Regions from separate parts of the Sus scrofa genome. Here regions 1 and 2 are each linked to region 3. A link is a contact called in public HiChIP or PLAC-seq and promoter capture Hi-C data. All regions are on one chromosome and are shown on one strand. The core of a region is the stretch at or near the end of the contact, and the rest is flanking DNA. Distances in the headings are between cores, read along the strand shown.

Region 1 (3,274 bases), core at 224-2,723, 120 kb before region 3:
TGATCTTGGGTAGGCTGGCTAACCTTCCTGTGCCTCTGTTTCCTCCTCTGTATATATAGGAATAATGATACTACCCCTTCGCAGAGTTTTGTGAGAAAGTGACATACTACTAACATGAGTAGGGCTCACCCTCCGTAAGCATGAGGCACATACTGTTCTTATTAACCCGTTTGGGCAAGGAGATTCATTTCTGGAGGAAGTCAGGGCTCTGGGTGCGGGAGAGCAGGAGGGTCCTAGACTACTAGGGAAGGACTCAACTCTCAGTGTGTGCACCTAGGGGTGAGCCCCATGCTCCATGAACTGGGCTGGCTTCTGAAAATCCTGAGAAGGGAAGCGATTGCAGGATCCACTTCTGGGTGAACCTGGAGGCAGAGCCAGCAGTTGTGCACAGAAGGTGGGGTTGTTCTGGAACCAGGACATGCTTTTTTATCTGCAGCAGAAAGTAAAGATTGTGCAGGTTCTTACAAATCAGAAGCTGGAAAATAGGGCAGCCGGAAGCCTCCTTGCTTGGACCCTCTCACCTGGGCCCGACTACCCGGGACCAGGGCGCTTTGGTCCACACAGCATCCCAGCCACTTCAGGCAGATGCTTTATGACTGTGTCAGAGCCTGTAAGAGAGGGAAGGTGGCGGCTGTGCAGCAGATCTGCCACATTCTACACTCGCAAACTTAACCAGAAGACACCGGATGAGAAGTCGGCCCAGGGCCCGCTGGACGTCTGGGAGAGACGAGGATCAACAGAGGCTGGGGAGCTGTGATATTAAGCCCCTGGGGTGGAGGGCGCGTTCCAGAGGTGTCCAGAGGGTCTCGCCCCGTGTCCAGAGATCGCACACGTTCGGAGGCTCTAGGAGCAGACGGCTCCCGCTCAGCTCCTGAACCGCGTCGGCACAGCGAGGTCTAACGAACCCAGCCGGACCACGCAACGAACCTAGGGATCAGCCAACCGCTTCCTGCGGCACGTGGCGGAGCCCCGCCCCTCCTCCAGGACCCTCCTATCACCCTTACGCCCCGCCCTCTTCGGCGCTGGATACCCCGCTTCTCCCTGCGCCAAGCTCCTGACGCCACGCCCCTCCACCAACGCTCCGCCCAGTCTGGCTCTCGACGCTCCGCCCTTCTCTGAGCCCTTCCACCTTGTGTCACTTCCTCCCCGTGCCCAACCCTCCGCCGCCCAGTACCGTCTGACGTCACGCGCCCCCCCCCCGGCGACCCGCCCTCTTGTACTGCCCACCTGCTGCAGCGGGCCCGCAGCTCACGTGATTTTCGGGGGCAGGCCGACCCCGCCCCTGCCGCGTAGCGGGAGAGGCAGAGCTGCCGTTGCAGCCTCCTGCGCAGGCGCAGACTTTAGCTCGCGGTGGGTGACGTAATTCTTCGCTGCTGGCCTAACGCGCGGCGGCAGGGTGCGTCGGCTCACGTAACTTCCTCGAAGGGCCTCCGCAGTCGGCCGTGCGTGCGCAGGCCCTACCCGGCCCGCGAGGGGCGGGGCAGGGCCTACGGCGGCCAATCGGCGTCGCCTTCACCGCCCCTCGCGCCCCGCCCCCGGTCCGTTCGTCTGTCCCCTGGCCTGGTCCTCGGAAGCGCTGGGTCTGCGGCGGCCGGGCGGGCGGTGGGTGAGCAGCCTGGGGGGCAGGAGGCTGCGGCCTGGGCTCCGAGTCGGGCTCAAAGGTCACGAGTGGGCGGGAGGCCGTCAGGGAGCCGGAGGTGGTCCGGCCGGCAGCGGCGAAGAGAGGAGGCCACCTGCGGCCATTGCCCTGCTGACAGGCGGCCACTCGGGCTGGACGGGTAGGTGAGGTCGGCCCCGGGGACCTGGGCCTGTGGAGGGCGGCACATGCCGAAGCGGACGGCAGGTACGCCGCGGGGAACGTTCGCGCCGTGTTGGGCAGGACGGGGCTCCGGGCGGGCCGGGCAGTGGGAACCTGGTGCGCGGGCGAGGCGGGCTGTAGCTGCCTGCCCTGTGACCTTGTCGGCGCCTTTCCTGTGAAGCTTGCTCCGGGACGCCCGCGCGGCTGCAGCCTTCACGACGGCCTGTCAGTCTCCTGCATAGGAACCCCTGCTGAAAACCCTGCCCAGGATAGCGCCGCTGAACACGCATCGTTCAGGTGCTGCGACGGTGCTGCCCGTGGTAGGGCCTTATGGGGTTGGAGGTGGCCGTGGATCGTGGCCACTTTTCCATGAAGTTTTGTCCATGAATAGTAGTTATTTAGTTGGTTGTTTTCCAAGGCAGACAGTGGTCGCCATGTGTTTTAATTATTATGTTTCCTGGTCAAATAAGTAGGCGTTATTTATTGTCGCTATAAATTCTCTTCGTTTTGGGGTCTGGGACTGTAAGCAGGTTAGGAAGTAACCTAGATAAGGTATTGCTTTAACGTAGTTCATTAATCATAACTTTTATCTTTGGGGGATCAGTCTCTCTTCATGCAAGTATGTCATGAAGCTGTATCTGGGCTTCAGAAAAATGCTAAGAAGTGATGTGTGTTTTGAATCTGTACATGAGAAAAGTTGGGTTTCTGTCGTTAATCACTTTATGTTCTCTCAAGAACTGAAATCATCCTCATAATTTTTAATCCTTCTACTTCATGCATGAGTAATTTTTGGTTTTGTTCCCAAGGCTGCTTCTGGGAGGAAGAAACATGGAGAGTGGTGCAGTTCTGCTAGAATCCAAGTCCTCACCACTGAACCTTCTGCACGAGATGCACCAGCTCCGCCTGCTGGGTCATCTGTGCGACGTGACGGTCAGCGTGGAGTACCAGGGTGTCCGCGAGGAGTTCATGGCCCACAAGGCAGTGCTGGCGGCCACCAGCAAGTTTTTTAAGGAAGTTTTCCTTAACGAGAAGGCGCAGCTGGCGCCAGGACTAACGTCTACTTAGATGAAGTGCAGGTCGCCGATTTTGCTTCCTTTCTTGAGTTTGTCTATACTGCAAAGGTACAGGTGGAAGAAGATCGGGTGCAGCGAATGCTGGAGATGGCTGAGAAGCTGAAATGTTTGGACTTATCTGAAACCTGTTTTCAGTTAAAGAAACAGATGTTAGAGTCAGTACTTCTGGAGTTGCAGAATTTCTCCGAGTCTCAGGAGGTTGAGGAGGGTGGTGGCTCCCAGGTTGCTGCTGCTGCTGCTGCTGTTGACCCCAACACTCGGGGGGCAGGTGTGGCTGGGGACCGACCTCTGACCAGCAGCCTCCCGGGCTCCTCAGATCCCCAGGCAGAGAGAATCAGCAACGGCTTATTGCCAGCTCTGCCCCCAAGGAAGTCCAGGGAGAAGCCAGACAAGAGAAAAGAGG
Region 2 (3,801 bases), core at 1,107-3,606, 78 kb before region 3:
CTAAGAAGGTGATGACAGCTCCAAGTGATGCCAGGTGTAACGTAAGATCCTAAACACCTAACACTGTGCAGAATCACTCTTCCCACAACAGTAACAGAAAAGTCAGGCCTGGTTTTTGGATTCAAGGAGTTATATAATGCTATTAGCTCTCAGAGAACTGAGTACGCATCTTCCCCAAGCTGTTCTGGAGCCCAGTATTACTGAACACACAGTCCTCGTAGTATAAGTACCACTTACATGGGGCAAAGCTCTTTCAAATATTTTACATCATGAAAAGACTGATGATCCGGTCCATAAGGTCTTTGACTCTGAAATCCTGGCAAAGCCACTTGATCTGTCTGGCTCTCTGCTTCCTTGAAAATAACTGGGCCTGACAATTCTAATGAATATGCTAATGAATATTTCACCGTCTCCATCTTTAATGATTCTCAATGTTTTACAAGCATATACTCCTGGAACCTTCACTCACTGAGGTATCTCTGTGACCCCTATTTTATAGCAGAGGAAACTTAGGCACAGAGGGGCTAATGAACATGCCCCAGGCCCAAAGCAAGAATGACAGACTGACCTGCTGGATCCAGGCCCAACCTAGGATGCACTGACTTTCCTGCAAACTGAGTGTGAAGGTGAGGATCAAAGCCTGCCAACGAAACAGGTGATCAACAGTCAAGGAGGAAAAAGACCTTTCTCTAAAAACAAAAAGCCTTTTCAAAATCCTTTTAGAATTACTGGCTCAAGATTTGGCCTAGTGTGACAAAAACAGCACCGCAACATCTCCGCATAGAAAGGGGCACTCCCCTGAGAAGCATCAAGTGCCTGAGGCTTTTTCCCCTGCCAATTACAGGTTCTCATCCAGGGAAGCCCATGCAGACTTGAGATGCTGAGCCATTAAGACTGCCTCTAGGCATGAGGTGCTATGTGGTTAAATTTTATTGAATAAATTGTAATTGTTTTGTGAACCAGAGAAAGGACTCTTGTTTGGTGTTCCCATCAAGTAAGAAGCAGTGGCTCCTTATGTACTGTCCTAACTTTTAAGGGGGGAATAAATTTATAATTCACTGCTATAATCCAAACTTCACATCACCTGAGAAATTGAGAAACCAGCTGGGATAAATGACCTTTGGTACCTTTGAGCCCGCACTCCAGCACTGCGTGAAACCTGCAGTTAGCATTTCATGGAGATGCTCAACAACGATTAAGTATTACAACCAAAAGAACGAGGGTGGCAAAACGAGCAGGTTCTAAACTGAAATAAACCTGTGTCTAATAGCGCAACAGTTAAGGATGGGTCCCTGGTCCTCCTCAGAATAAAAACTTGCTCTGGGTGTCCGCAGAGGATCTTTCCCTTTCCAAAGGGAAAAACGGAAAAACACCACGAATTTTCCGCCTCTCTCATCCTAAACAGCTGAATCATTCACATATTCTACTGTCCAAGAACTGTCAGTGCAGGCTCTGCTTTTTTGGGAAGTCCGAATTTAAGACCTTCCCTAGGAAAGCACAGAAGAATCACTGAAAATGGACGGGATTCCCCAAAGACGCAGACTTAAAAGAGGAGCTACGTTATCCTTAATCCGTAGGAAGCCCTGGGCTGGGTTTCACATGAACCTTCTACGAAGAAAACGTACTCGTTCCTCCCACGGGTATTTATTAAATGTGTACCTGGCGCAAGGGGCGCGGGCACAGGGTGGTGGAATGCGGGAAGCTAGGCCCCACCACCAGCCCGCCGCCCACCCTCCCAGCGCCTCCACCCACTCAGGTCTCCTGAGCTACGCGTGGAGAAATAACAAACCCGTGTGGCTGCGGTGGGGAGGGCCACGAACGCCAGGTCGGGGAGGGTGCGCGCTTGAGGGTCCTAGGGAATCCCTGGAGAGTGTCGGGGTGGCCGAGAGGGTCCCAGGAGGGCGTGTGTGGGGGGGTTATAGAGTGCCCTTGGGGATCCCTGGGGTGTGTGGGGGCGGGGCCGGGGGGTGGAGAGACTTCCTGGCGTGCGCGTGGGGGGATGGGGGGAGCTCGGTGGTCCCCAAAGGTTTGTGGGTGCCCGGGGGATCCTAGGGGACCCCTGAAGGGCGCGTGGAAGGCCCCGGGGACCCTGAGTAAAGTGTGGGCCGCCTCCTGGAATGGAAACCCTCCCCTCAGGACCCGCGCGGTCTGGCGCTCACCCAAAGAGCCCGCGGAGGAAGGAGTGGGAGGCCTTGACTCGTTTCTCGGCCTCCGCCATCAGCTGCACCGCCTCTCGCTCCTTCCCTGCGTTGTCCATGTCGACAGCCGCGGCCGCCTCCACAAGCTACTCCCGAGCCGAACGCGTCTCCCGCGCCTCGTCCTCTGGCAGCGGAGGGGCGCGCAGGCGCGGCGCGCAGCCTGTCGGAAGTTGTAGTCCGAGCGGTGGCCTGGCGGCGGGAGTGTGCGAGGCGTCAACTACAACTCCCAGAAGGCCGCGGAGCCGGCTGGAGGCAGGGGCTTCGGGACCGGGGTCCTCACCCTCTGTAGGGCCCTCTACCGAGGAGAGTATTGACAGTTTAAGGAGGCGGGAAATGGAAAAGTTCCCACGGCTTCCAAGGAAGACCGCCTCAAACACTAGCATCACGTTAGTTCAGGAGTCCCTGCCCAGCACGACCGACCGTGGTCAGGGGATGGACGGGGAGGACACGGGATAACGGGATGGATGGGACGCGGGATAACGGCGTGGACCGGGAGACGGCGGGTGGCAGGCTGGAAAGCTCCACTGTACCGCTTGCATTCTGAGAGCACGCTGTAAGGCGGCCACCCAAGCAGCTGCACAAACCTTGTGATACTGGCCCATCTTCCCACGCTCCAGCTACAGCTGCAGGAAGAGCCATGTTTTTCTCCAGAGCAAGGCGTTTAGATCTGTCAGGCGTCTCTTCCTAGGCTATAGAAGACTTGCACATATGCAATATGTGCATAATTCTCCCTTTTTATTGACTGGATTCTTTTCAGTGGATGTGAGCAATTGAGCTCTCTTGCTCTTTACATAATGTTGGCCATATTGTGGGGTGGGCCTCTGGGACAGCCATTCTCCCTGCCAGGAAGACTTCGAATCTCCCAGGAGAGGTATCCATAGATAGGGGCTATTGTGTGCCAGCAACTTCCAGGACTGTCCCAGAGGGAGTTATTTTTTCATACAAAGTCTAGACCATTTACATTTGGCAATGCTAAAGCAGAGGTGGTGAAGCAAATATGAAAACCACTGCCAAATGAGAACTTGTGACAATTTCAAACTATTAATAAATACACTGTGGGCACTGGCACACAAAATACATTTAAGAAAATGAAGCTGTCTTGAGAGAAAGGCAAGAAGGGCCAAACTCCTAGAAAGAAAGGTCACTAAAGCAAATGTTGCAGAGCTTGCAGTGCAGGCACTCCAGACTGAAGGGAGCTTCAGATCCCAGAGTTTATTTACTTTCACTGCATCTGTTATTCTGACTTCAAAGAGCTAATTTGGAGCAGTATTGGGGAAGAAGGAGGCAGGAAATTAGAGGCAGCAGTGAACACAGGAGTGAAAAAAAAGAAACGTGTAAGCCGTGGACATGAACCTTTGAGAAGCAGAGAACATGAGCCTTTGAGAAGTCTATGGGGATTTAGTGGAGGGGTTCAGGTCAAAAACTCCAAGTGCAACAACAGTGTGTTGATTAAAGCAGTTGCCAAAGCTGCCTTAGGGCAGGACTCCGAGAAATACTGCTCTCCAAGCCCCCATCTCTACATCAGGGTTTCCTGGAGTTGGAGTCTAGGAAGGGTATGTTTAAGAAGTCCACCACTCTTGAGCCTACAGTTCCAGAGTTTCAA
Region 3 (3,548 bases), core at 342-2,841:
AGGGTGGTGGTAAGATGTCACAGCCCAGAGGCTGCCCCCGTGGATGTGACCTGTGGGCGGAAGCAACAGTCCAGGAGCCTTTGGATTCTTACGTCAGACCCCCCGCCACTGCCCCAGTCCAGGACACACCGGCCACCACAGGCCAGCTCACGGACTCGTGTTTGCTGACACCATCTGGGTGCTCCAGGGAGCAGCCAGGCCCCACAGGGAGGACACTTGGAGGGTCGGACCCGAACACCACTGCACGATGGGGACGTGGAGGCCATGTGAGCTGAGCGGCACCTGCCAAGGAGGCTACAAGAAGTGCACACCTGTTCTGTGTGACTTGAGGAAACATCAGGCCAAACCAAATCCAGCGACAGTCTGAGCCACAGCTGGCTGGACCTTCAGAAATAACACCAAGATCACAAGACAGACCAGGGGCTGCCTCGGAATAAAGGAGGCCACAGGACAGCAGCATGTGGCCTGACAGTGTCCTCGGCTATAAAGGACTGGGAGATAGATAACTGGCATCTGAGTAAGATTGGTGTATGAAAGTGTTAGTGTTTGATTCCTAATCTTCAAAATTATTTTGTGCCTTGGAAGAAAACAACCTTGCTTTTAGGAAAAATACACAAACGTGTTGTGTACCCAGGAAGGGTCAGAAAAATTAATGTGTATAAACATCGCTACACACATGTATGTGGGGATGAGGCGGGTCAAGCAAATTCTGCAACTTTTTAACATTTGAGGAATCTGGGTGAGAATCTACAAGGACTCTATGTATCTTTGTAACTGCCCGATAAAGTCTGAAATGATGTTAAAAAGTTAAAAGGAAGGTGCTTAAAGAACCATTCAGGGGCAAAGTCAGGAGCGCAGCCAGGTGTGGGTGTGTTTTTCCCTCTCCTCAGGTCATCTAGATGGCAGCTCGCACGGACCCCCCAGTCCCAGGAGGCTGGTCCCTGACCCCAGCGCGGACCCAGATTGCGGGCCAGGCCGGGCCCACGCCAGGTGACACCCCGAGAAGGGCTGTGGCCGCCGGGAGAGGCCGGGGGCCACGCCAGGGTGAGAAGCGCATCAGCGTCTGTGCAGATCCCCCGGAGCCTCCAGGGGCTGAAGGGGACCCTCCTCCCAGGACCTGGGGGCTCGGCGGAAGCCGGGCTGGAGACGGCGCCCGGCCTCCCGCAGTCAGGGCCGTCCCGCCCCTGCGCCCCCTGCCTAGTTCCAAAGCACTCAGGCTCTGCACCCTGGCCCCGCGCCCCAGGCCGCTGCTCTCAGGCTCCGCACCCCGCCGGTCCGGCCCCTGAGCTCCGACTCCGCAACTCGATCCCGCGCCCTCTCCTCGGCAGACGCACCTGCTTGCGGACGCGCAGCACGCGCAGCACGCGGCCGTGGTAGGCGTCATTGCTCGCTTTGTTGTACTCGCTGAGGGCAAAGGACAGCGCCTGCTGCACGCCCTCCTCGTTGACATCCGCGTCTATTAGGCCGCCCACCAGGCGGCCCTTGTGGCCCTGTCCGGCCGCGGGGCTCACGGCCAGGGCGAGGGCCAGGGCCAGGGCGGCCAGCAGGAGCAGCGGGGAGCGCGGGGACCCGGCCATGGTCTCTCGGAGACAGACGGAGTTTCGGCCCAGCGGCGATCAGATCGCTAGCCCAGCCGGGCTGGTAGTTGTGCTTTTATCCCCCGCAACTGGGCCCTGGCCCCGCCCCCTGCCCCGCCCGGCTCCTCCTCTTCCGCCCCTCCCCATCCGCCGCCCATCCGATCCTTCCCGGTCCAGCTGCTTTCCAGCTGGATTCTCCTAGGTCTCTCCGAAAGTGTCATCTCCTCTGGGCCGGCGAATCTTGTAACCCAACTCTGTACCCAGGTCTGGAAGGGGAGGAAGGGCGTCTGGCCCCCGGGGGGTGTCTAAGCGCCTGGTCCGCGTCTAGATGTCCCCGGAGCGGGGCTGCGGTTTCCGTCTGCGGCCTGTCCTGGGGAACTTCTTTGCCAAACATTAAGTGAATTAACCTTCATTTGGGAAAAGCTCATCGGGTTCTCTTACTCAAACTCATTTCTTTATTCGACCACCGAACCCTTCTGGGGCTTCTCCCTGGCCAGGGCGTCTGTAGATGGAGCATGGAGGGGTGGGGGTGGGGGTGGGGAGATACTCCAGGCGGTGGAGCCCCTGAGAGTTGAAGATGTTAGGGAAACTATTTTCTAAGAGACACATTAAACAGAGCAGAAAGAAAAAAGTCTATGAAAGCATAATACTTTCTATTTAACCCAATATATCCAAAATTTTTCAACATACACAGCCAATTGTGAATGACACATTCTCCACTCTTCTATACCTGCACTATGTCTTTGGGGTCCTGTGAGTGCATTTTACCCTTCAAACAGGAGTCACTGTCTCACCGGGTCCATCTCCTGTGTCCCATGACCAAGTGTAGCTGCTGTGGGGCGCGGTGGGTGTAGGGCCGTGGGTCGCAGTAATCAGTAATGACGATCAGAGAGTGACAGGGGCTCTGCTGAAAGTGAGGTGAAGGATGAAACAGAGAGAGACATGGACATCCCTGGACCCTGGCCACAGATGCCCCTTTGAGAAGACAGAGCTTTAGGCTGACACCTACCCAAAGGGCAAGAAGTCCCTCAGGCACAAAGAAGGGAGACTTGGGCAGAGGGAACAGCCAGTGGGAAAGCCCTCCAGCGGAACTGTCCTGCTCTGGGGATAGGAAGCTGCTGGTGTTTAAGCAGAGGAGGGGTGTGATCTGGAATCTTCCCCTGGGGCTGGATGTACCATAACATGTGGGTATGGGCCAAGGGCAGAGGGTGGGGAAGACCCCTACTGGGCCAGTGGGGGAGGGGCAGCACCCCCCCCCCCATGCAGAGAATGGCCGTCTCCCTTCAGGGGGCCATGACAGTGGCTCTGGTCCTCTGTCCACTGCTTGGAAAACTTTGTTGATTTTTAAAAGTCAACTTGAATGAGGTATGATTCATATACAATAAAAATGCCTCCTTTTGTGTATCCAGACTGAGGAATTTTAACAAATGCATGCACCACTATTACCACCCCACCAAGCCTGTTACCCTGAAAGTTTCCTCTTGCTTCTTCTGTGGGTTATCCTGTGCCCACCCCTGGCTCCTGGCAATACGCACATGTGCCCTGTAGACAGGGGTTCTGCCTTTTCTTGAACTTCCCACAAATGGGATCATGCAATGTGGGTGTCTGGCTTTGGTGCATCATTTTTGAGCTTCCCCTATTGTTGTGTTAACCTAATTGTTGGCTCCGTTGCTCCCTGGACCAAGAGGACCCAGTTGGCTGGGTACTGTGTGGGCTAACAGGCCTCCAGCGCAGGGCAGGGACCCGAGCATGACCCTGGGGGTGGAGGGGAACGCTGTTCTCTTCTCATCCCGAACCCTACGCGCCCCAGGGTAACTGGGTGACTGATGACCTAGGAAGCCTCTGGCCCCTTGGCACCCACCCAGAGGGATTATTCTGGAAGAGGTAGAGGCGATGGTGAATCTTCACCAGCCCAGACCGGCTGTGGCCTTGGGGCTAGAGCAACAGGGCTCTGCCTAGAATCCAGAACAT

Evidence for each region. Promoter capture Hi-C pulls out the DNA fragments that hold promoters and counts their contacts. HiChIP or PLAC-seq counts read pairs in DNA pulled down with a chosen protein or histone mark.
Region 1: a promoter capture Hi-C map of fetal liver shows a contact between it and region 3, with 4 times the contacts expected there. The contact joins the promoter of GZF1 here to the promoter of CST3 in region 3. A contact is called at or near these places in 1 of 5 promoter capture datasets (fetal liver), 1 of 47 Hi-C or Micro-C datasets (heart right ventricle) and 1 of 2 datasets of contacts at active chromatin or transcription factors (alveolar macrophages).
Region 2: a contact with region 3 is called in an H3K27ac HiChIP or PLAC-seq map of alveolar macrophages. The contact joins the promoter of NAPB here to the promoter of CST3 in region 3. A contact is called at or near these places in 1 of 5 promoter capture datasets (fetal skeletal muscle), 2 of 47 Hi-C or Micro-C datasets (liver and omental adipose tissue) and 2 of 2 datasets of contacts at active chromatin or transcription factors (alveolar macrophages and skeletal muscle).

What each region holds. Positions count from the first base shown.
Region 1 is chr17:30,349,960-30,353,233 of Sscrofa11.1, forward strand. It overlaps GZF1 (GDNF-inducible zinc finger protein 1), which reads left to right and starts at 1,474. Exons shown (of 7, transcript XM_003134296.6): 1 at 1,474-1,778; 2 at 2,605-2,831; 3 at 2,834-3,274. The coding sequence starts at 2,627.
Region 2 is chr17:30,393,749-30,397,549 of Sscrofa11.1, forward strand. It overlaps NAPB (beta-soluble NSF attachment protein), which reads right to left and starts at 2,357. Exons shown (of 11, transcript XM_003134297.4): 1 at 2,160-2,357. The coding sequence starts at 2,257.
Region 3 is chr17:30,472,895-30,476,442 of Sscrofa11.1, forward strand. CST3 (cystatin C) reads right to left here and starts at 1,592. Exons shown (of 3, transcript NM_001044602.1): 1 at 1,335-1,592. The coding sequence starts at 1,577. LOC106506628 (a long non-coding RNA gene) reads left to right here and starts at 1,719. Exons shown (of 3, transcript XR_002339947.1): 1 at 1,719-1,841.